Regions from separate parts of the Arachis hypogaea genome. Here region 2 is linked to region 1. A link is a contact called in public Hi-C data. All regions are on one chromosome and are shown on one strand. The core of a region is the stretch at or near the end of the contact, and the rest is flanking DNA. Distances in the headings are between cores, read along the strand shown. Region 1 holds the start of LOC112742910. Region 2 holds the start of LOC112743692 (kinetochore protein SPC24 homolog).

The links. A called contact is a pair of places that touch in the nucleus more often than the background predicts.
Region 2: a contact with region 1 is called in a Hi-C map of leaf, with 2.7 times the contacts expected there. The contact joins the promoter of LOC112743692 here to the promoter of LOC112742910 in region 1. A contact is called at or near these places in 2 of 8 Hi-C or Micro-C datasets (leaf and an unstated tissue).

Annotation. Positions count from the first base shown.
Region 1 is chr14:110,866,708-110,873,778 of arahy.Tifrunner.gnm2.J5K5, forward strand. It overlaps LOC112742910, which reads left to right and starts at 4,458. Exons shown (of 1, transcript XM_025792153.1): 1 at 4,458-5,294. The coding sequence starts at 4,458. The coding sequence ends at 5,294. LOC112743689 (ethylene-overproduction protein 1) reads left to right here. Exons shown (of 6, transcript XR_011871066.1): 1 at 1-269; 2 at 1,296-1,587; 3 at 1,685-1,994; 4 at 2,983-3,510; 5 at 3,596-3,830; 6 at 4,573-7,071.
Region 2 is chr14:111,006,439-111,013,509 of arahy.Tifrunner.gnm2.J5K5, forward strand. LOC112743692 (kinetochore protein SPC24 homolog) reads left to right here and starts at 4,331. Exons shown (of 7, transcript XM_025792988.3): 1 at 4,331-4,903; 2 at 6,689-6,816.

The sequences.
Region 1 (7,071 bases), core at 3,208-5,707:
GACTATGAAGGGGCTCTACGAGATGTCAGGGCAATCTTGACATTGGATCCAAACTATATGATGTTCCATGGGAATATGCGTGGTGACCACTTGGTAGAGCTCCTCCGCCCTGTTGCTCAGCAGTGGAGCCAAGCTGATTGCTGGATACAGTTGTATGATAGATGGTCTTCTGTTGATGATATTGGTTCTTTGGCTGTTGTACATAAGATGTTAGAAAATGACCCTGGGAAAAGTATTTTACGTTTTCGGCAATCTCTCCTCCTGTTAAGGTGAGCTTGAGCTCTTGTGCTGATTCAAATATAATTTATTTAACTCCATATTCTCTACTGGCATGAAATCTCTTTGCATGGAATTGTTTTGTATGTTTGTTTTATACTTCTATGCTATTCGTGTCAATGAATCATGGCTAAGTATTTGTATTTTGAATTATTCTAAGTTTGAACTGGATATTTATGCATGGAACTCATGGTGCTATTGGCTGCTTAGCTTAATTATTGTGACTGGTGACTTTGTACTATGTCAAAATTAGAGGAAATTATGTTATGTGTCCATTATAAACTAGGCAAGATAATAGGTAAGGAAATTAAGCAAGGCAGCTTTAGTTGTCTCTTTCATGTATCATTTGATGTTATCATTTAGCTTGCCTTATAATTTTTAAGAGCTCATTTAAGGATGAACAATGAAGATAAATAGATAATAGGATGAAGCAGACAAGTGAAGATAATAATTGGATGAATAATGCTATCAAATGCAACTTTTCCTTGCTTTATTTTACATTTTTCTTGGTCTTGATCCAGATAATATACTTCTAGTTATGATACAAGTGTCATTTTTGTTTGGTAGAGGTCGTTCATAACATGTTATCACAGCCTTTATAATCAAGTGATTTAGAGTTCAATCCTTGCTGCCAAGTTGAATTTCAGCACAAGATAGATGACCTGTGTATTATTCTTGGTTCTAGCCAAAGAACCCATGCATGAGGGGGTGAAATTTCCATATAAAAGCCATTCATCTCTACTCGAGCTTAAACATTTTGAAGAGATGATTCATGGCATAGTTGTTATCATATCCCGTTTGTGAGATACGTGGAAGCTGATATCTCGGTGGTAGACTTATCAGATGATTTGTGTTGTATATTTCTTGTTCATAACTAGATTTCTTGTATATGACCTTGTTTTAATAAATTTTGCTTCTTGTCCATGGAAGATAGTTAATTTGAGTTTCAGTCATCCATTATTTAACCCATAACTTGTTCAATCATGGTATTTCCTTATTAATGTTCATCAATCATTCAGGTTAAATTCTCAAAAGGCAGCCATGCGTAGCTTACGCCTAGCTAGAAATCATTCCACTTTTGCACATGAAAGACTTGTCTATGAAGGATGGATATTGTATGATACCGGTTGTCGTGAAGAGGCATTAGCCAAGGCTGAGGAGTCCATTTCTATACGAAGATCATTTGAAGCTTTCTTTCTCAAAGCTTATGTATTAGCTGACTCAAGTCTTGATTCTGAGTCGTCAAAGTGTGTGATCGATCTCTTGGAGGAAGCTCTTAGATGTCCTTCAGATGTCCTTCGTAAAGGACAAGTAAGTGTAATATCGTTTTCAGATTAAATAGATCATTTTCTATTTTATTTGAATGCTAAAATGATGAACTTACTTGTGTCATTATTTTACATTGTAGGCACTAAATAATTTAGGGAGTGTTTACGTAGATTGTGAAAAGCTGGACCTTGCTGCCAACTGCTACTTGCATGCCCTCGATATCAAGCATACACGAGCACATCAGGGTTTGGCACGTGTATATCATCTTAAAAATCAGAACGAAGCTGCATATGACGAGATGACAAAGCTAATTGCAAAGGCCCAAAACAATTCATCAGCTTATGAGAAGCGTTCAGAATATTGTGATCGTGATATGGCAAAGAATGATCTTAACATGGCAACACAGTTGGATCCTCTACGGACTTATCCTTACAAATATAGGGCAGCAGGTAAAGTCCAATCAACTTGTTATATTATTCTGTGTTATGCTTCTTACATGTTTACTGTTTAAACCTGTGGAAGTGGGAAGGGTGGAGGAAAGTTTGGTTGTGATTGTAAGCCATTTTGTGTTCAAATCATTGTTTCGGCAGACAGCAGATCCTGGTCAGTTGTACTTGTAGTGTGGTGATTTAATTAATTTCAGGCATTCTGAAATCTTCCATAATGTTTTCCAACCTGAATTTTTCTATTTTTTTTTTCCTTATACTAGCTTTGTAGAACTCTTAAGGCCTACTTAAAAACTTATGCATGGAAGATTTAGCTTTGAGAAAACATTTGCTTTTGAAAAGATCAATGAGTATCAAAATCACTATAAAGCTTTCCTCTTCCCAACTAATGATGGTTTGGACTTCCACATATATGCTTGTATTAGAAATTATGTAATCTCCGCAAAACATCATGGTGTAAGGTTATGATAAATGAAATAGGATCTTGCACACTTGTGATTTGAAAATCAGCATTATACAATGTTATTGTTGAAGGAATATTATTGTAGTTCTGATGTTTTTGTGTTCCTGAGGAATGAAGTAACTCAAACTAGATAAAACAGAGAGAGGCTTAACCTACTTGTCTTTCTTGGAGAGGGCAAATGGGAATGTTCATTTTTGGGTTTGTTTATCTTATCGGCGGTAGTTATTTACGAAGTGTGAGAGCAAACAAATCTTGTGTGTGTGTGTTAAGTATCTAAGGAAAGTGGAAAGCATCCCATACTACCCGATGTGGGACTTTGGGCACCCCATAATACCCAAGTCCCTAACAGTGTGATCCTATTCTCATTTGATGACCGAATTTGTTAGAGCCTTATTGTTTTAATATTGTACTGTGCTCATACTGAACTTCATGTTTGTTGGATGTGATCATGATTAAGTCTTAAATCATTGAAACCAGCTAGTAAACTGCTCCCACAACTTTTACTGACATGCAACCTCTATATATCAGTTTTGATGGATGATCACAAGGAAGATGAAGCAATAGTGGAGCTTTCAAGGGCCATCAATTTCAAGCCAGATCTGCAACTTTTGCATCTTCGAGCAGCATTTTATGATTCAATGGGTGATTATGCTTCTACTGTCCAGGATTGTGAAGCTGCCCTTTGTCTTGATCCTGGCCATTCTGAGACATTAGATCTCCGCAATAAAGCACGAGAGCAAATTAATGAACAAAAGTGAGAGAATCACAGATCAATAATCAGGTTTTCCTTGTTCTCTAGGTTGCATTTGGTTAGTGTAAAATATGTGGACACAAAATATGTGGACATGGTAGGACACAAATATCTTTGGTGCACTAAGGAAGAGATAGAGTGAGTGAGAGAGACAGTGGGACTGAAATACAGTCTTGAGAGTCCATGTCAGAAGGAAGGCCACTAACATTGTTATCTTCAGTGTCTCAATGTCTCATTGTCCTGTTCAACCATAAAGGGGCAATACTATTCTTGTTGACCTGCACCATTTTACACCTAACAGCCTGGTAATCATCAATTCTATTTATCTATTGAATGGTCTCTAGAAAGAGTACGGTCTATATATATCGTTCTCATAGGCTGGCCTTCTAGATGCAGAATACAGAAGGAAAAGAGAATTTAGAGACATAATTTGGATCGATTGAAACTGAATGGAAAGTAGGGGAGCAAACAGCTGCTGCTGTTGCTATTCTTGACTAGGCCTCACCAGTAAGAATGGTGATAAAGTTTTAGACAAAACTTGTCTATACAAGTCAATTTGTCATGTAAAAGATTCAGTATTTGCCACCATATTTTTGGCTGAGCAATTGCCGATTCACATCATGCTGTAAGTTGTAACCTTTTGCCACTGTTATATAAACAGATTTTTTTCTCAGCTATTTCAATGGTATTTGTGATAAGTTCTACGTAAACTGCTATCTCCATCACCATCTATAGGATTTGTCATGCGCTCAATTATTCTCGACTGTTTCCTTTTATTTTTTGTTCTTTTTCCCCAACTTTTACTATATGCACTTATTTTTGGGGAAGAGGATTCTTCTATCCTGTTCAGATCAATCAGATCATGTTAAAAATTGTGAAAATTTAATGGTGTGGAATGTGGATGTGTATATGTAATTCGTACATGAGAAATTCATATGCCATTTTTTTATTATTTACATTAGCTTCATGTTACCTTGTTAAATGTTATTGAAAATGTGAATTTATAACCTTCAAATATTTACTGTAAAAGAAAAAAAAGATCTGGTATGTTGTTTCTCTTCCCACGTGAAGGTGGCTTTTAAACCCACCTGTGACAAATTTAAAGCAAGACTTTAGTTTTAATGATTTTCATGAGAGGTCCATAGTTTCAACTGTTTTTATGTATTCCACCTAACTTGATTTCATATCCTCCTATTTTTTTTCTTCCCCCAAATATCTTCTCCGTTGTTGCTGTTATAGAAGCTTACCAAAAATGGAAGAACAAGCAGAACAAAATATTATGACAATGGATTTGGAATGCCGCAGAATGTTAAACTTCAATGCACCCCTTCTATCAACAAGGCGTCTTGCTAATTCAGTTGTTGCAGGTACATCACTTAGTATGTTACAAAGCACAAGTATTCCATTTTCATGGGAGCAAGCCCCAGGCAAGCCGAAAAACCAAGAGAGGAGCAATAACATCCACGACCGAGATGTAGAAACGCCTCGGCTCCAATTACCACCTTGCCTTCAGCATCTTCCAAGAGCAGCAGCTGAAGCTGACTTAGGTAATGCTGTTCTTTCATTTGATCAAGATGATGGTTGTGATGGTGATGATGACGACGATGATGACAATGAGAACAAGAAGAATAGTGAAGTTTATTCAGATGCTATGGAACTTTTTTCTTTATCAGAGGCATTAGACATTGTTGTCCAACAATCAGAGACAAATCACAGTAGCAGCAATGATGTGTTGAGATTAAAGCTTTCAGAATCTAATGTTGATCAATGTTCAAGCTATATGATTAATCGCTTTCTCCCTGATGCCACTGCATTGGCAGCATCATCTTCTGCACATTTTCCAAACAATGGTTACAACAAGAAAGGTTGTGATACTTGCAGTAATTCAAGGCACTCATATGCTTCTTCTCCAAAGGGTTGTGGCCTTCAACTTCTGTTCCCTTGGCGTATGAAGCACAAGCTTTGTGCTATAAAGAGCCCTGTGATGACATGCTCCACAAAAGTGCAGAAGCATCAGCAGAGTTTGAAAAACAAGAAGCATTGTTCATCAGTTCACAAGACTAGTAAAAGTATCAAAGGAGATATTTGAAAGTAATTTTTTTTTCTTTTCATCAAAGTCTAGGTTTGCACTAAGCATTTTACTAATGTTAGGTTATATTTCTCGGCGCACTGAATGTTTAGAGGTACATATAGAACACAAGAAATGCTATGTGCACATAAAAAACCAGCTATTAAATCAGTTACTATGTATTTGTGTATAAATACATGTATTGTTCAACTTATTTTTAATGTGTATTTTGTATTTCAGCATGTATTTTATACAGGTAACTAATTTGGTGGCTGATTTTTGTACACATAGCATGGTTGATAAAGCATACCGAATTTCGCATTGGTAGAGGAAATTGAATCTGTTTTCTTGTAGCATACAAGGCATCAAGGTGATTTCTTACTAATTATGCTCTTTGACTGGCCTGATCTTGTAGCCATTAGTTTATTCTTTCCTTTTTTTATTCTATTCATATTTTGTTGCCATTACTCAGTTACCTGTTTAAAGTCATATGCCAAAATGAGATGTATAAAAAAAATGTACTTTGGATTTTAGTTAGGAAAATAGGAAGGACACTTGGAAAACTACTAGGGCCTTCTTTCCTTGTTCCATCTCCAACACATTGAAAAATAGTCCATGATTGGTTAATGGCTTTATTAATTGACATAATAAATAATTAATTTAAGGTTCGTGATTCATATTTTGGTTGCGTGTGAGCTCTTACGTGCTTCTCTCTTAGGTAGGAATCTGCAAAAACTGGAAAATACACAAATTACGTACAAAAGCCAGGCAGAAGTTGTATTAAAATTAACTTCTATGTTCTACAGTTGACAAGGCCTGCATGAGATAATATTATTATTATATATACGGATGATTTTTCTGATAATTATCCTTTATTAAGTCCAATTTTCTAATAGGATGGACATTTTCTGGAAATAATTTGCTAATTATCAGATCATAGATTATGGATTTTCCTTCATTGGCCTCAGTCAAATGGAATCTAACATCTTCTGTAACCCCTTTAATTTTAACATGAGGTCAATTGATGTTTTGAGTCACAGAGAAAGATGCATGAATATCAAGAACGGTCAATAAATAAAGCAAAAGTTTGTTTCATGATTAGGCGTGTTCAAGATTTGGACCCACCCAAAATCCGGTTCAGATCTAAGGCATATTTTACCGTGTTTGAATTTATCATTTTTATCCTGTGTTATTTTCGAATCAGATTTGAATTATGCTTGGGTCATCCGACTTGCTTCGAAATTGTTTTTTATAATAAAAATATATATTTTAGAGTGAAATTAGTAATGTCATATTATATTTTTATATTTTAATTAATATTTTTCATATTATACGGTATTATTTTTACTTTAAAATAATTTATTTTAGTATAAATATGATATAAAATTTGTTAAATTTAATTATTAAAAATAAAACATTATTACTTTAGTATATAAAACTTACAAATTTATATATACTGATTTTACATCGAATTAATTCCAGTTTAATCTAATCTATTTCGAATCACTCTTGGATTGGGTCAAAATAAACTCAACAACCCTTTTAGAGTTGAGTCCAATCTAATTAAACCTGGCTCAACTTAATCCATGAACATCCTAATTCGTGATTATCATTTCTAAGAATATGATGATCATAACTAATTTTCAAGAGGTCAAGACCTATGTTCTGCCACAGAAGATCATGAATTAAATACCAGGAATTTACTTCATTAAATCATATTTTTCTCATTGGAACTTCTTCTTTGATGCTATTTTTACTTGTTATAACCCGGCTTCATAACTTCAGGTTTACAAGCCAA
Region 2 (7,071 bases), core at 3,081-5,580, 140 kb after region 1:
GGATAATCATGTACTTGCCGAAATATGAGTAAATAGTAATTTCTAACTATAAAAAGATTCGGATGCTGTCGTTTCTACTCATGAAAGACGGAAATTAAAGTTATATTCATGAAAGATAGGCTTTTGTAGCCAAAATTATCCAAACCCTAAAAAATTAAATAAAATTTTCCAACTACCCTCTAATATAACCTAACTCTAACATCTAATTTTACTCTACGTCACCACTTTCCCAATTCCGAACCCTACCACCACTCTCTTATCCCCAACTACTACCATCACTGCTCCCATTGCCATCACCACCACCACTAGCACCACCTCTACTGCTCCTAGACACCACCTCAACACACGTTCGATCCCACCACTACTATCCATCATCATCATCATCATCGAAAACATAGAACACACACATCGTAGAACTCACCAAATCCAAAATTTTGTTTATCTCTCGTACCTTCTCTTCTATTTTCATCAAAATCTAACCATAGATCCTATTTCATGTAAAAATAGAGGGAAAAATCATTTTTTTTGTTTCATTTTTTTCCAAAATCAAAAGTACCTAAAAAAGCAAAGAAAAAGAACACATATCAAAGATTTCATCTTTTCCAATTTCTTCACTATTAACCTCGCTTTCTCTTTTGCCTTATTCTTCATAATTCTCCTCTGATTTGGCCAACACTTTCAGTATGAACAATGTTAAATGGTGACCCTATTTTGTTCTGTTCCTAAAACTGTTCCCAAACTAAAGCTTGGTCAAGGTAATTACTTGGTGTTGATTTTGAGAAGTGAAAATACAAGTTTTCAAGTTCAGATTTCGGGATAGTAGAGGAACCTGGTGAAGTGGTGAATATGTGAAATTCTTGGCCACTTTTTGCAAGAACAATATGGAGAGTCATAGCATGGCATTCGAGCCCTCCGGCATGAGATCCCTGAGGCCATTTCTTGATAAAGAGTGCAATCTTAAGAAGCTTTGAAGGTGGCTTTAACGAAAAGATAAGGTGGTTCCATGCAAAAGGGTATGAAAGGAGATTGATGATGGTTTGGTTTTGCTTTTCTTCTATTACTCTTAGATGGTATGGTGAGAAATAGAAGTGGTTCCACGAGTGGAATATGATGATAGAACAGAAAATGAAGTGGTAATGACGGTGGTGGTGACAGTGATAGCAGTAGTTGAGGATGAAAGTGGTGGTAAGGTTTGGAATTGGGAGAGTAGTGGTGTGAAATAAAATTAGAGGTTAGAGTTAGGTTATATTAGAGGGTAGTTTGAAAATTTTATTTAATTTTTTAGGAATTGAATAATTTTTCTGCAAAAACCCATCTTTCATGGGTATAACTTTAATTTTCGTCTTTCATGAGTAGAAATGTCAGCATCCGAATCTTTCATGGTTAAAAATAGCTATTTACTCGCCAAAATATCCTACCACTTCCGCATCGCATTTTGGATTCAATTGCCTATGAATACCTACCTCTTTGAGTCACTCTACCCGATCTCAATGCCCCTCTCTCTCTCTCTCTCTCTCTCTCTCTCTCTCTCTCTCTCTCTCTCTCTCTCTCTCTCTCTCTCTCTCTCTCTCTCTCTCTCTCTATCCCTCCGTTGTTTTATCCACTAGCAGCATCCGCCATCGCCTAAAAACTCTGTTATTGGCACCGCAACGAACGCCGCCTCCTACAAAAATTTAGGTATGCACTCTTGTTCTTCATGTTATATTAGTGGTTCTTTCGAGTTAATACTCAAAGTGGTCCCTGAACTTGCAGTCGAGCCTCAATGTCGTTCCTGAACTTAAAATTATCCCAAATTTGTCCTTGAACTTAACAACGGTTGTTCGTGAGATATTTTCCGATGACGAAATGATGACGTGGTTGGACGGAAGCCACGCTACACTGGTAAAACATCATCCTATCCTTTTTTGCACCCAAATAGATACTTTCCGATATCATTTATGTTCTATTTGGGCGCAAAAATGAAACAACAATGTTTTACCAATGCAGCGTGGCTTCCGTCCAACCACGTCATCATTTCGTCATCGGAAAGTATCTCACGAACGACCGTTGTTAAGTTCAGGGATAAATTTGGGGCAATTTTCAGTTCAGGAATGATATTGAGGCTCAACTGCAAGTTCAGAAACCACTTTAAATATTAACTCGGTTCTTTCTAAGGATGTTAGAAGAAATTAGTTTAATCAAACTGAATTGAAATTGTTTTAAATAAATTAAGTAAAATAACCAAATTGAGATCACAATTTTTATAAAACCAAACCATAAAAAAACTGGTTTCTAATTTGAATGAATGTCAAAAGCCCAAATATCGATGGTTTTGAAAATTGGATTGAACCGGCCAATCCGATCGGTCTAATTACGAATTAGGTACCAATGAAGTTCGGTTCAACATCAAAAACTATTATTTTAAAAAGGGTAAAATACTAAATTGGTCCCTACGTTTGGGTGTAATTCTATTTTGGTACTTAAAGTTTAAAGCGTTCTATTTGAATCTAAAAAGTTTCATTTAGTTTTAGAGGTAATGACCAAATCAGTACCCAAAAGATTCAAACGCTGACATTTTGGTACCTCACTATTGTTATTGACAAAATGGTCGTTAAAAGATTTTAAAATTTGACAAGCGTGCCCCTGAGCTCGCCGGAGCAAATTTCCGACAAGCACAATGCTGATGTGGCCATTGTGTTTTGGTGACTTGGCAACCCACCCCCAAGGTTCCCTCCCCAACGCACACTCCCTCCCCTTCCCTCTCCCCCCTGTCGCAGCCCTCATCCCCAACACACACTTTTCCCCCATCGTAGTCTCCGCCGTATCACAACCCCTTCCCCAACGTATACTTTCCCTTTCTCCCTCAACACCACCATTCACAGCAACAACAACTTTATCATCAACAGCAACAACAACCTCCACCACTCTCCCTCTCCAATGCACAATACCCCTCCCTCCCTCCCTCAACCCCACCACTCGCAGTAACAATAGCCTTAATATTAACAGCAACAATAATCTCCACCACTCCCCTTTTTCCAATGCACACTCCCCTCTCCCTCCCTCAACACCACCATTCACAGCAATAACAACCTCAACATCAACAGAGTTGTCCCAAATCATGAATTGTCCCAAATTTTAGGTTAAATTATCATTCAAAAAAATTAATAACAATAAAACTCAGAGAAAACAAACACATTCATATACAATAATCAAAATAAAATAAAACTTAATACAACACCACCAAAGCAAGAATAGAAGAAGAAAACCAGACACAGAGGGGCACGACACAATGGAACCCAGACAGAGGAGGCATGGCAGCGACTGGGGGCTAGCAGTGAAGGCGACAGCGGTGAAGACGCACAGACAACGCAATGCCATGAAGGAGATAGACGACACTGGCGAACGCAGAAGATCCGATGACGAGATGGCGACAGTGCGGTGTCGATGACACTAGCTCTGTAAAACTGAGAAGGTTGAACTCCACTGCTATTTTGGGGGAGAGTGAGTTGAGAGTGTGAGACACTGTGTTGAGAAGGGGATTAGAATTCAAAGGGGCAAGGGAAAGGGGATTAGGGTTTAGAAAGGGGAATTTTTGATTGAGGAGGGAAGAAGTGCGTTGGGGATGGGAGATTAGGGTTAGGGAAGGGGAGGGAAGGATTAGGGTTGGGGAGGGGGGAGAGTGCATTCAGGAAGGGGAGGGGGAAGGAAAAGGAGAAGGAGAAGTGCATTGGAAAGGAAGAAAGGAAGTAGGGTGGGGGAGGGGGGTTGCCATGTCATCAAAATGTAGTAGCCATGTCAGCACTGTACTTGCCGGAGATGTGCTCCGGCGAACTCGTGGGTACGCTTGTCAAATTTTAAACTCTTTTAAGGACCATTTTGTCAATAACAATAGTGAGGTACCATAATGTCAGCGTTTGAATCTTTCGAATACTGATTTGGTCATTACCTCTTTAGTTTTAATATAGTCCCACCGTGAGATCAAAGTTAAATAATTAACAGAATACCCTACATACATGACAGCAACAATATCGATAATCGGGAGAACAAGTACAAGTTCTAGAGGCCCAAAATCAATCGTAGATGCATCAATACATTTATTTATCATTCTTCTTACAATTTAAATGAAATATTTTCTATAGAAGTAAAGAGAATGATAAATAAATATATTAATACATTCACGGTTGATTTTGTGCCTCTGAAATTTGTACTTGTTCTCCAAATTATCGACCTTGTTCTTATACTGCTGTTATGTAGGACATTTCATTAATTATTTAACTTTGACACTATATTAAAGCTAAATGAATTTTTTTTTGAATTCAAATAGGATACTTTAAACTTTAAAGACCAAAATAGAATTATGGCCAAAGACTAATTTAATACTTTACCATTTTAAAAATTGGCTAAAAATCATTGAATCGGCTGGACGAACTGAATCGGGACCCCATCGGATTTCTTGAAGCGACGTGGTTTCTTTGTTAAGAAAAAGAACGCGCCAGTTTCTCTTCGGTCCTCACCCAGTCACCCCCATTCCTCTGCGCTGCAGTCCCCCACCCCCAAATCACAACCCTAGGTCACAGAAGTCTTCCCCACCGCCGCAGGGAGTGAGAATCACGCCACCGCCCATTGCTCTCAGTCACCTTGAAACCTTCAACCAAGCTTCCCTCTCTCAGAGAAAGAAAAAAAGGTGACAAACCCTAGCTTCCATTGTTGCCGTCGTTCTTCTCACCGCCGCCGTCCCGCCGTTCTTCGCCAGCTTCTTTTCTTCGCGCGTCACCAGCTTCTTTGCCTGGTCCAGTTTCGTCGTCCGTTCCATCGCCAGGTCCAGCTTCGTCGTCCGTCGTGTGCTCGTCGCTGCCGCCAGCTTCTCCACGTCACATTGTTGCTCCCTCTCCTTCCTACTCTGCTCGTTCGAAGACCACCGAAGGTTAGTTAATTTTTCTTGCTTACTTTTTTTTTGTTTCTAATCAGTTGTTTATAAGAAAATGTGATTTGGTTAATTTAGTTTTAATGTGTTCAGAATGATTTTGTTAAAAAAAAAAAAATTAGTTAATTTTGTGTGTCTTTGTGAACTCTGATCTCTTATGATATGTCGTCCGTCGCTCTAACTCAAATCTCTGCTCACTGCCCTCGCCGAAGGTAAATCAGTCAGTGCTTGTTCTTGGACTCTTGGTTGATTAAGTCTGTTACTGGCTTACTTCTTGATGATAAATTGATACTGATTCTTGTGATAAATTGATACGGGCTTGTTGAATTGATGCTTAGTGAATTTACTGGAATTTGGTTTCTGTAGGAGAAGCATTATATCTCTACTACTATCTGTGTTCTCTTTTTAATTACAATTTGATTTCATTATATGTGGGGTTTTGTGGCCATTCCTTTGCAAAATCATAAAAGAAGTTTTGTAATTAATCATTATTGAAAACAAAAATGAATGTCACTTTGGCATTTGATTAGCGATTTTGCTATCAACATGTTATTTCCGTTAATAAATCTTTGGAATTGAATTACAGGTTTCTTAATTCTTATAGGAGTTAGTTTCTTAATCTTGTGCTTAGATTGTAACTGTTAATTTCAGTTATGGATGATAATATAAATCAAGAGGCATTTGCTCATACTAATAATATTTTCTGCCAATCAAGAAGCATTTGCTTAGATTGTGACTATCTTCCATTTTTTCTCTTCCAATATGCTCTGTTGGGACTGTTTTCTGCCTCAGTCATTATATGCTGAATGTTTTCATTATTCTCTTCCAATTGGGGATTGTATTCTCTTCCATTTTTTCTTTTCCAATATGCTCTGTTCACCACACAGGAGATTTGTGCAGTTGGGTGTGGTCAGGTATGATCGTTATTTTGTTTTATTTTATTTTTCAATTTGATGATATCTTTGATCTTTGTTGCCTGTGTTGGTGTTTGTTGATGGCCTGGAGTTTTGAGCTGTTTGTTAGATATGAGTTTAGATTGTGATAAATTTTGATAACTATTGTGTTTTGAGAAGGTTTGGTTTAGTGATTAGGTTGAGCTTAATTGCAAAAGAGGTCTTGCTACTCAGTTGTAAGGATTGTATAGTATTAACTTATTAAATGATTATAATTGCATTTTGTTTGAACTTATTAACTTATTAAATGATTAGGTTGACTTACTGAATAGTATTCATTGATTGGAATTGCATTTTGCTTTAGATGGTGATGATTTTCTTATGGAATGACTAAGTTTGTGTTAGACTACAAGTATGTACTAGGGTGTTTATTTATAATTTATTTATTATTTTATTATAAAACGGTTTTTCCGGTTGGACTACGATTAAATCAATTGGACCAGTAAACCAGTGAACCAGTGATCGGAGTGGTTTGATGACCGGTTCGGTTTTTAGAACCTTGCAAACATAAAAAACTCCCATGATGCTACGGTGCACCATTACCAATGGCTAAACCCTAGCACACCTCTTTGGCCGCTTTCGTTGCTTACTTCCGGATTGGAGAGCATTAGGAACGGGCTCCGCGTTCTGTATTTCTTAGTTTCGTTTAATTATACACATTATTTTCCAGCAAGAACAAGTTTCAAATCATGGTTTAAAGCTGCTGCAAGTGCAATATGATTTTGGCATTCAAGTTATTATTTTATCTTGTACAGTTTTGTATGCAGTTCATCCATATTTTCTTTTTCTATTTGCCGTTGATTACCCTTGTCCTATCTTTATGTTTTAATAGGATTGGAACCAGGGGAGACAGTAATTGCAGCCGTCTTACATCTGGGTATGCTCCATTTCGTTCAAAGCTTCTACCTTTCGTGGATGATTACTGTTTTAGAAAGCTAGGTAGCTGCTGCTGCATAAACAGTAAGAATCTCACTTCTTCAGGTTTTTGTAGCCTCTTGATTTTGTTTTTAACTACTTCTTCATGCTTGGTGATTTGTTCAACTCAAACTCCGCGATTCAAATGTTTGACAAATTAAATAATTGACATCAGTGCTTGGGCCTTAAATAATAAGTAATATGTACTGTGTAAAGGTATGTGTAATGTAATTATATTTTCCTGTGGTCCGCTGAAATGAATAAGAATGTTGAAGAATACAATGATGTAGTAGCATCATC